2 separate regions of the Rattus norvegicus genome follow, and region 1 is linked to region 2. The links are chromatin contacts, called in public Hi-C maps. All regions are on one chromosome and are shown on one strand. Each heading gives the region's core, a stretch centred on a gene start, on an enhancer-like site or on the middle of the called end of the contact. The rest is flanking DNA. Distances are from core to core; before and after follow the strand shown.

Region 1 (3,728 bases), core at 1,107-3,606, 210 kb after region 2:
AGTGGGCATCCTAGTGTTGGCTGTACTGCTCTGGCAATCTTCCAGATCGCTCTCCCAAATAAAAAACCAAGTCTGCTCTGCATAACAAATATGAAATGATAAAAACAATTCCTCACAGGAGGGCCTGGAAGTGTAAAATGCAGAGAGGCCGCGAAGCTCTTCGTGGGACGCCTTGCATCCCTACCAACGGTCGCTGCTGTCATTGCTCTGAGCGGTGCCGTTCGTTCGAGACAGCAGCCGGATGAATCATGCGTCAGAGATTAATAAGTGTCTCGTCTCTGACTAGCACTGTGCCTGCACAGAGAAGCCCCCATCCCTTCTCCAGCGTCTGCATGTATTGTCAGAGTCGCCCACTGAAAACAGCTTTAACATTCACCTCAGCTGTACCCTCTGAAGGTAAATACATACCCTGGAACCTCTAAAAGCAGTGGCTGCCGTACTCTCTGTTTCTGCATCTGTTTACATTCTGCCTTGTTCTAAAGAAGAATCTAAAATCAATTTTTTAAACACACACAATTTAAGAGCAGTAACAACCAAAAGATAAAAATCAAGGTGAAAACATGAGATTATAGTTAAATAAAACCAGAGGAAGTTTCGATCAGGAAAATGCCTGCCAGGAAGTAAATGTTATTATTAAGGTATCTGTGGACTTGACGCTAAGGTTCCTAACAACTAAAGTGGAGAAGGAAATCCAAGATTCCCCAAGCCATGAGACCACAGTGACTTGCAAGTCCTCAAAGAGGGATTCTCGAGTATCCCTCTCACCCAACGTTAAAATCACAGCCGCCTGCAGGGCACAGAGGTCTGGCTTCTCTTATCACTTTTTCTGATCATAGTGGTGATCTGAATCTCAGCTCAATAGGCAGTGCCTTGTCCAAGTCGGAGGCCAGGGGAAGAGCAGAGCTGGCCCCCAAGACCACCTGATAGTCTCCGCAGATCTCTGATCCTCAGACTTCCACTCTCCTGAGGACTCTAAGTCAAGCCACACACCAGAATCCTGTTAGACCAGAAATGTCTCAGTTCTCTCTCCTTCTTCCTTTGCAGTAAGGAATGTAGCAGATGACCTTCCTCCCTCCCCATTCAATGGTTTCCTCGTGTGGATTCCTCCACGGACTGTCCTTGGAAGCCACTGGCCAGCTGGCCAGCTCTGACCTGTCACAGCATTACCTCAGCCCCTTCTGTAAGTGACACCCTTCCTTCCCCACTCTCCCAGCCATCTGACTCTGAGCTCAACCTGACAGGAGTACTAGGGCTGCAACCACCCTGGTGCCTACCCGGCTCTTGCAGGGTTTCCTTAGCAACAGCTTCATTAAGGAAACCCATCAAAAAAGAAATGTGCGGAGGCTGTTCTTGCATGTGAACGGAGTAGCCTGCATAAAATCTGAATGGAAAGAAAATTAACCAAAGACAAAGAGGTTGAAAGTCCCCTTAAAAGTCTCATAAAGGAAAATGTTTTTAAAGGGCACCAATCATTCCGGAACTTAAAGATGTGAGGAGGGGGAGGAACGGGCCTTGGTGTGACCCTGAGATGCTGGTCTAGTTTTGCAAACACTTCCTCACTAGCACTTTCTCTTAAGGTCACCTGCCATTTTCTGTTGAAAACAAAAATGTATTCAGTACCTGGCGCAGGTAGGGGTGGGGGAAGTGGAGCCACAGGACGGTGGGGTTTTTTTGGAATCACAGCAAGGGGGATTTAAAGAACAATAGGAGGCTTTGTGAGCTGAGCTGGGTCTCACCCTCAGTTTCCCCATCTTTAAAACTGGCTGCAACTGGTGAGGAAGCTGTCCAGACCTCTCTGGTGTCTGTTTAGCCCCAGATGGAGCCGCTACAAGCCCTGCAAGCCAGCTGCTGGGGAGACAGCCAGCACAGCCTTTCTTTGTTGCGCCTTATTCTGCATTGCAACAATGCTTATGTTCCTGGGATGAATGCCTCCTGAGCTGCCCCATAGAAGGGATCCAGTGGGAGCCTGTTCTCTTTTTCTGTGGCTCTGACTCACTTGGGAATTGTTTACTTCCACATCTATTGTTTACCAGCGGATTCCCGCTCCACTCCTCTCCCACTCGGCTCCGCCAGTGCAGACCATGACTGCAGCTCACTGGACTCTGGAGCAGGCAAGCAGGTGGACAGACATGCTTTGCCTAGTCTGGCTCCTGCCCATCCCAGATGGGAGGGAGGCGAAGGAACCGGAAGGGTGCATGAAAACACGTCCCAGAGACCCCTCACCTCTAAGCCACCATCTTATTTGGTGCTGGGGCCCTTGTTCCCTTTTCCAAGTTCTCCCTCTGTGGGTATGGCTGGCCACATTTAGACCGTAGAATCTCAAGGAACAGATTCGTAATTCAAGAAGAATGTGAATGGATGCCAGTGAGGTCTGCGGCCTCCTCACAACCCTGGTGTTCCCAGCGGATATATGTCACTAAGTGTGTATGCATTCCTGTAGCATTTGCAATTTTCAAGGAGTGGCTGTGAGTGAGACCCAGCTCAGCTCACGAAGTCTCCCATTGTTCTTTAAATTCTATTCGCTGTGATTCCAAAAGCCCAACCATTCTGGGCTTGCTCTCCACAGAAGACAGGCTGAAAGGGTGCAGGGCTCCTCCAGCCCAAACGGAGGAAATGATGACTGGAGTCCCAGCCCCTCTCTTCTCATGAACCTTGTCCTTTGCCTGTGAAACCTTCATGGCCAGATCTGTACACTGTCAGCTATTTGCTGCCATTTGGGAGCACCAGATAATTACTACAAACCACTTGCCTAAACCAGTCAACACACGCAGGTCACCCTGTGCCTGCACATGCAGGTCACCCTGTGCCTGCACGCAGAAGAAGGATCCTGCGTCTACTTTGCAGAGCACCGCTAAAGCCCAATGTCTCATTCTCCAGGTCTGAGTTTTTGGTTTTCCGAGACAGGGTTTCTCTGGAACTGGACTCCCTTCGTAGACCAGGCTGGCCTGAAACTCAAGAGATCTGCCTACCTCTGCTTCCTGAGTGCTGGGATTAAAGGCCTGTGCCACTACCGGCTCATGCAAGGCTTCTTAAGGACAGATGGAACCTGCACTAATCACATCTCCACGCCTTCCAAAATGTCCACCATTTGCTGAAGTCCTTCGTTACCATCAGCTCCACAGTGGAACACACTTGAATAAGAACCAAAAGCTTGTTCTATTTCAGAAAAACTACGGGTCCTTCTCTTTACTGTGATTATAAAATCACACCAGAAATCATTATTTCACTGCCTTGTCAACTAGCAGACAAACATCAGGATGAGTCAAAGACCGCAAAGTGCCTTCCTCTTGGGCAGAATACGAAAGGCCAGGCTGGTAACCGCCCTGTGCCGCAGGGCCACCATTGCCACGGAGTATTGCTGCCCTCTAGTGTTTGCCAGACGCTGAGCACTGCCATAGCAGAACTGATCCAGACTGCAGTGCCCAACTGTGAATACCCTTTGCAGTGAGTCCAAATCCCCTCCCTTTAATCTGCGAATCTGACTTCAGTAAGTGCAGAGAGTGAAGACCCACAGGACTGTAGAGGCGGAGCAGGGCTGGGGTGCCTGGCAGCCTCCCAGTACTCCAAACCAAGTAAGCCCAACAGACTCCATTTCCCAGACCTTCCAGGTCTGCTGGGAGCCTCTTCTGTGGTCAAAGCTGTCTCCTGAAGCCCTGGGCCTGATGATAACAGCAGTAGCCCACTGCAGAGCAGTGGAGGGACACAGGACCATATAATCTAAACCCAGC
Region 2 (3,861 bases), core at 1,164-3,663:
TCAGCTTCCAGCTGTGCCTCCTCCTACATTCAGAGTAAAGTGATCTGCCCAGATCCTGGGGGAGCAGATGTTGCTATGATGCAGACTTAACAATTCCAGGTCTTAATTTGCAGCCACGACAATGAGGTTACCATCTGGGTGAGGGCGCTCGTTGTGCCTCCATCCCCAAGATAAGGGTATCTGCCTAGATTCCAATGCAGTGGGACAGTAAAATGATGATTTTCACTGTGCCACCAGCTCCAGGAAAACATCAGCCCGGATCCTTAATGCCCAGCTGCCACAGTGCATATATCCACATGGTAAAGGTGCTCGGTCTTACCATACCCAACCTTTGTGTGCAGCTGTGGCCACAGAGCTGCCCATGGGTTCTAAATACTCCACCTCCATTCCCAGAATAAAATCTTCTCTGATCCTTAGTATGCAGCCACCACAATGCAGCTGCCCACAAAATAAGGAAGGATGATTCACAGTGCCCTTATCCCTAGGGCCAAATAAATAAATGAATAAATAAATAGATAGATAAATAAATAATCAGCCCAGATCTTTAGCGCGCAGCAGTCGAAACATGGTCACACACAATTAAGGAAGCTCAGAAACGCCATCCCTGTGATAGATCCTCTTAGGCCTTTCAAATGCAGCTGTCACGACGCAGTTATCCACAAGTAAGGGTTTCTGTTATAGCAACACCTCAGGTTAAGATCCACTCGGGGATTTGGTACACAGCCAACACCATGCAGGCATCCACCAAGTAGTACGGACTCCGTTAAACCATCATCCCGAAATAAGGATATCCACTTAATTCCTTAGTGCGCAAGCAGCAGCCATATAGGGTGAGGCATTCTGAGGTTGTCTGTGCACAGCTCTGCTGCGCCACCATCCGCGGGAATAAAATTACCATGAAGAACCTTAGTGCGCCACCAAAACCATTTAAGCGATCCACCCTCTAAGGACGCTTCCTTGGGTATCCGTGTGCAGCTCCACTGTGCCTCTATTCCTAGGGTAAGAACATCCGTTCAGTCACTGAAGTGTAGCCACAAATACGTGTAATTCCCCAGGATTATGATAACAAAGAGCTGTGCAGGCGTTGGCTGAGTAATGGCGTACGCCCAGGTTCCAGCCAAGCGGGGAGACCTCCATGGCTCATCATTGTGCGACGACCACAATGCGCCTATCCACAGGGTGATAGCAAGCCTCTGTGCCAGCGTCTCCAGGGTAAAAAGATCAGCCAAGCTCCCAGTTGCATCGCAAACTGTAGGGTTCTGTGCTCGAAGGTATCTCAATGCTGCCCTCGCACGAGCCGCACCATCACAGACATCTGGGTTTTTTCGGCGCCTCCTTTTGCCCATTCCTCGGTCACATTGGTGTAAGAAAGCACCACGAATGAAAAATTCCCAGCTCCGTGGCTGTGTCGCAGCTCTTCTACCCAACCATCTTCAGAGAAAAGGCCGCGGATCTTCTCGGAGAGCCGGAGCTTCCTGAAGAGCCGCGGCAATGATCCTCTACATAGCACGGGCACTTGGATGGGCTATCCACACAGCCCAAAATCACAAAAAGATGGGATAACGATGGCCACCGGGTCCTCTTCGGTTCGTCGTCACAGAACCGTAGTAAAGAGATCCGCTCAGCTCCAAGCCGTGCCGCAGTCTGCAGTCTTTAGAGACGTCTGTGGAAATCTGGTGAGCAGGCAGCTGTGACGCAGTCTGCTGGGCGAGCCTGCTCAGATTTCAGTGCGCAGGTGCGGCAATGCGGCAATCTGCTGGTTATGGACACATTCTGAGGCGCCACCTACCGGGAAAGGACGACAGTCCAGGTCCTCCGTGCAATGAGGCCACACAGTTGATCAGCATGGCTCTATTGTGGCAGCATCTTTAGGATATTGGTGCGCAGCCACACTGGGCAGAGATCTGCAGCCTAACGATGCTCCACTAAATTGGCGGGGAAGGATATCCACACAAATACTCGGTACACCGCGGCCATAGCAGCAAGGCAGTCAACGGATCTCAGTACGCAGGCGTGGCAATGCGACAGTATGCACTTTAAGAATACATTCTATGGTGCCATCTAGCGGGTAAGAATGACTCTCTAGGTTCTTGGTGTGGGCGCACAGAGAGAAAGCGGGTGCCCATTGGTGACTGGCACACAACCCCAGTGGTGCAGCATCTTCTTGAGTTACCCATGCCGTCACACAAGATGACGATCCACAGACTAAGGATGCCCTGCCGGGTCTTCAGGGTGAGAGTGTCCATGCAGTAATCATTTGGCAAAAATGAATGCCTCACTATGTCCCACCTAGGACCAGGCTGCAGCTGCAAAAATGCTCAGTGTTAGGAACATAGCCGGGTCCACAGGAGAAGCATGGGTAACATCTGGCATTGCTGCGCGAGGCCCTGCCCACAGCTCTCCCTGCTTGGCCCCTCCTGGAGGGGGCGGGGTGGGGGAGAATTCTAGCTGCTTCGCTATTGCACAGACTATGGGAGACATAGACTACCCTTTTGCCGTGGTAACCTAAGGTGTCCTAGTGACGGAGGCGCAGGGTGACCAGTGTACCCTTACCCGACTGCCGAACCGATACTTTAACCCCGATTCATGAACGGTTTGCTAACAAGGAAGGACTATGTCTTCCAAAATGAGCTTTAAGAAGCTCATTGTGTTGTGTTGCCGGAAAGGGCCGAGCAACGGGGTTTCCGAGAACTCACCAGAGGGCAATTCATGACGCACTAATAATTTCTAACCAAAAGCTAAAAATTAAAAGTCTCACCTTTTTAAATTTCTAAATATCCCAGCAATATGGCATCTTGTAGCAAGGAAGCAAAGTATTTTTCATTTTATCTGTTGATCACGCTGGGGATCAACACACGGAATGCTCCCCCCACCCCAGGGAAGAGCCCCTGTGTCCTGGATGCTCCGGTTCTTTCTTCAGTATTCACAGAGGAGAGCCTTTTGTTAGTGAGATTCACACAGGAGGCAACAAGACGCTAGGAATCTACCAGAACCTTCCTTAAGAAATTAGGTAGGAATTTTACCGTTGTGCTGTTTCCTTTTTTGATGTGGTTGGGGGAGGGTAATTTTATAACTGTTCACTGGGTTACCTTCCTGCCTTCCGGTGGTCGTTATGGACCTCAGTAAAATCTTAAATTGCCTCCTGCAGGGACTGTTTGATTGACATTCGGCTCCTTTTGTTCCGAGGGGTTTTATATGCTAATTGTTAGCTTGCATCTGGCCTTCAGATCTGTAGAATGTAGTGAAGACTTGCTGAAACGCACGCCTCATACCACCTTGTAAAAGACAAACTATGTGGTCTCTCAAAGCTTACAGCCCTGTGTTAACTTTAATTTTGAAAGCACTAATGTTTTGTTTTTTTCTAGACAACATGGGTGAAAATAAAGGAAAGAGATGTATTAGATGTGTGTAAATTTAATTGAAAATCTTAACCTGTGCATCAGTGAAATTGAAAACCCAACCCGTGTATGTGTGAAGTCAGAACCTGCATTCGCATATCCTGAAAATAAACGTGTGTGTTTGTTAAATAAAACACAGGAAGCCAAATAAACTGGGGATTAGATGTTCCAAGAACATGCTTTCTGCAGTGGTAGCCAAACTCATTCCCTTGGTTTGGTTTGCTTTGGTTTGGTTTGATTTTACCCAGGGCCAGCTTTACCTCTCTCCTCAGCCTTTGGATCCTGACAGGGTGAAGCTGGGATGGAGGAGAAAGGCCCTGTGTGCAGCAGAGAGACCTCCCCAGGAAGCCAAGCCAGAGAAGTAGCAGGAGCAAGAGAAAGGATTTATAGGACATTTGAGATCTGAGCCTCGCTTATGTGTAGGATGCATCTTGAGGGTTAGTTCAGTGCCTCTTTGCAACGT

Evidence for each region. Hi-C and Micro-C count contacts between places; a contact is called where the count stands out from the background.
Region 1: a contact with region 2 is called in a Hi-C map of Schwann cells, with 6 times the contacts expected there. The contact joins two enhancer-like sites. A contact is called at or near these places in 5 of 12 Hi-C or Micro-C datasets (the A7r5 cell line, Schwann cells, frontal cortex and 1 more) and 1 of 1 datasets of contacts at active chromatin or transcription factors (oligodendrocytes).

The regions. Positions count from the first base shown.
Region 1 is chr7:106,847,110-106,850,837 of GRCr8, forward strand. All of the region lies in intron 6 of Trappc9 (trafficking protein particle complex subunit 9), which reads right to left. Among named protein-coding and RNA genes, the nearest start is that of Trappc9, 38 kb to the right of the region's middle. Within about 2 kb of position 2,357, at least 15 of the 93 cell types and tissues checked have an H3K27ac peak or open chromatin away from gene starts, as enhancers often do. A contact at or near this core is called in the A7r5 cell line and Schwann cells, where this site is marked.
Region 2 is chr7:106,632,473-106,636,333 of GRCr8, forward strand. The region is part of intron 16 of Trappc9 (trafficking protein particle complex subunit 9); the gene reads right to left. Among named protein-coding and RNA genes, the nearest start is that of Trappc9, 250 kb to the right of the region's middle. Within about 2 kb of position 2,414, at least 55 of the 93 cell types and tissues checked have an H3K27ac peak or open chromatin away from gene starts, as enhancers often do. A contact at or near this core is called in the A7r5 cell line and Schwann cells, where this site is marked.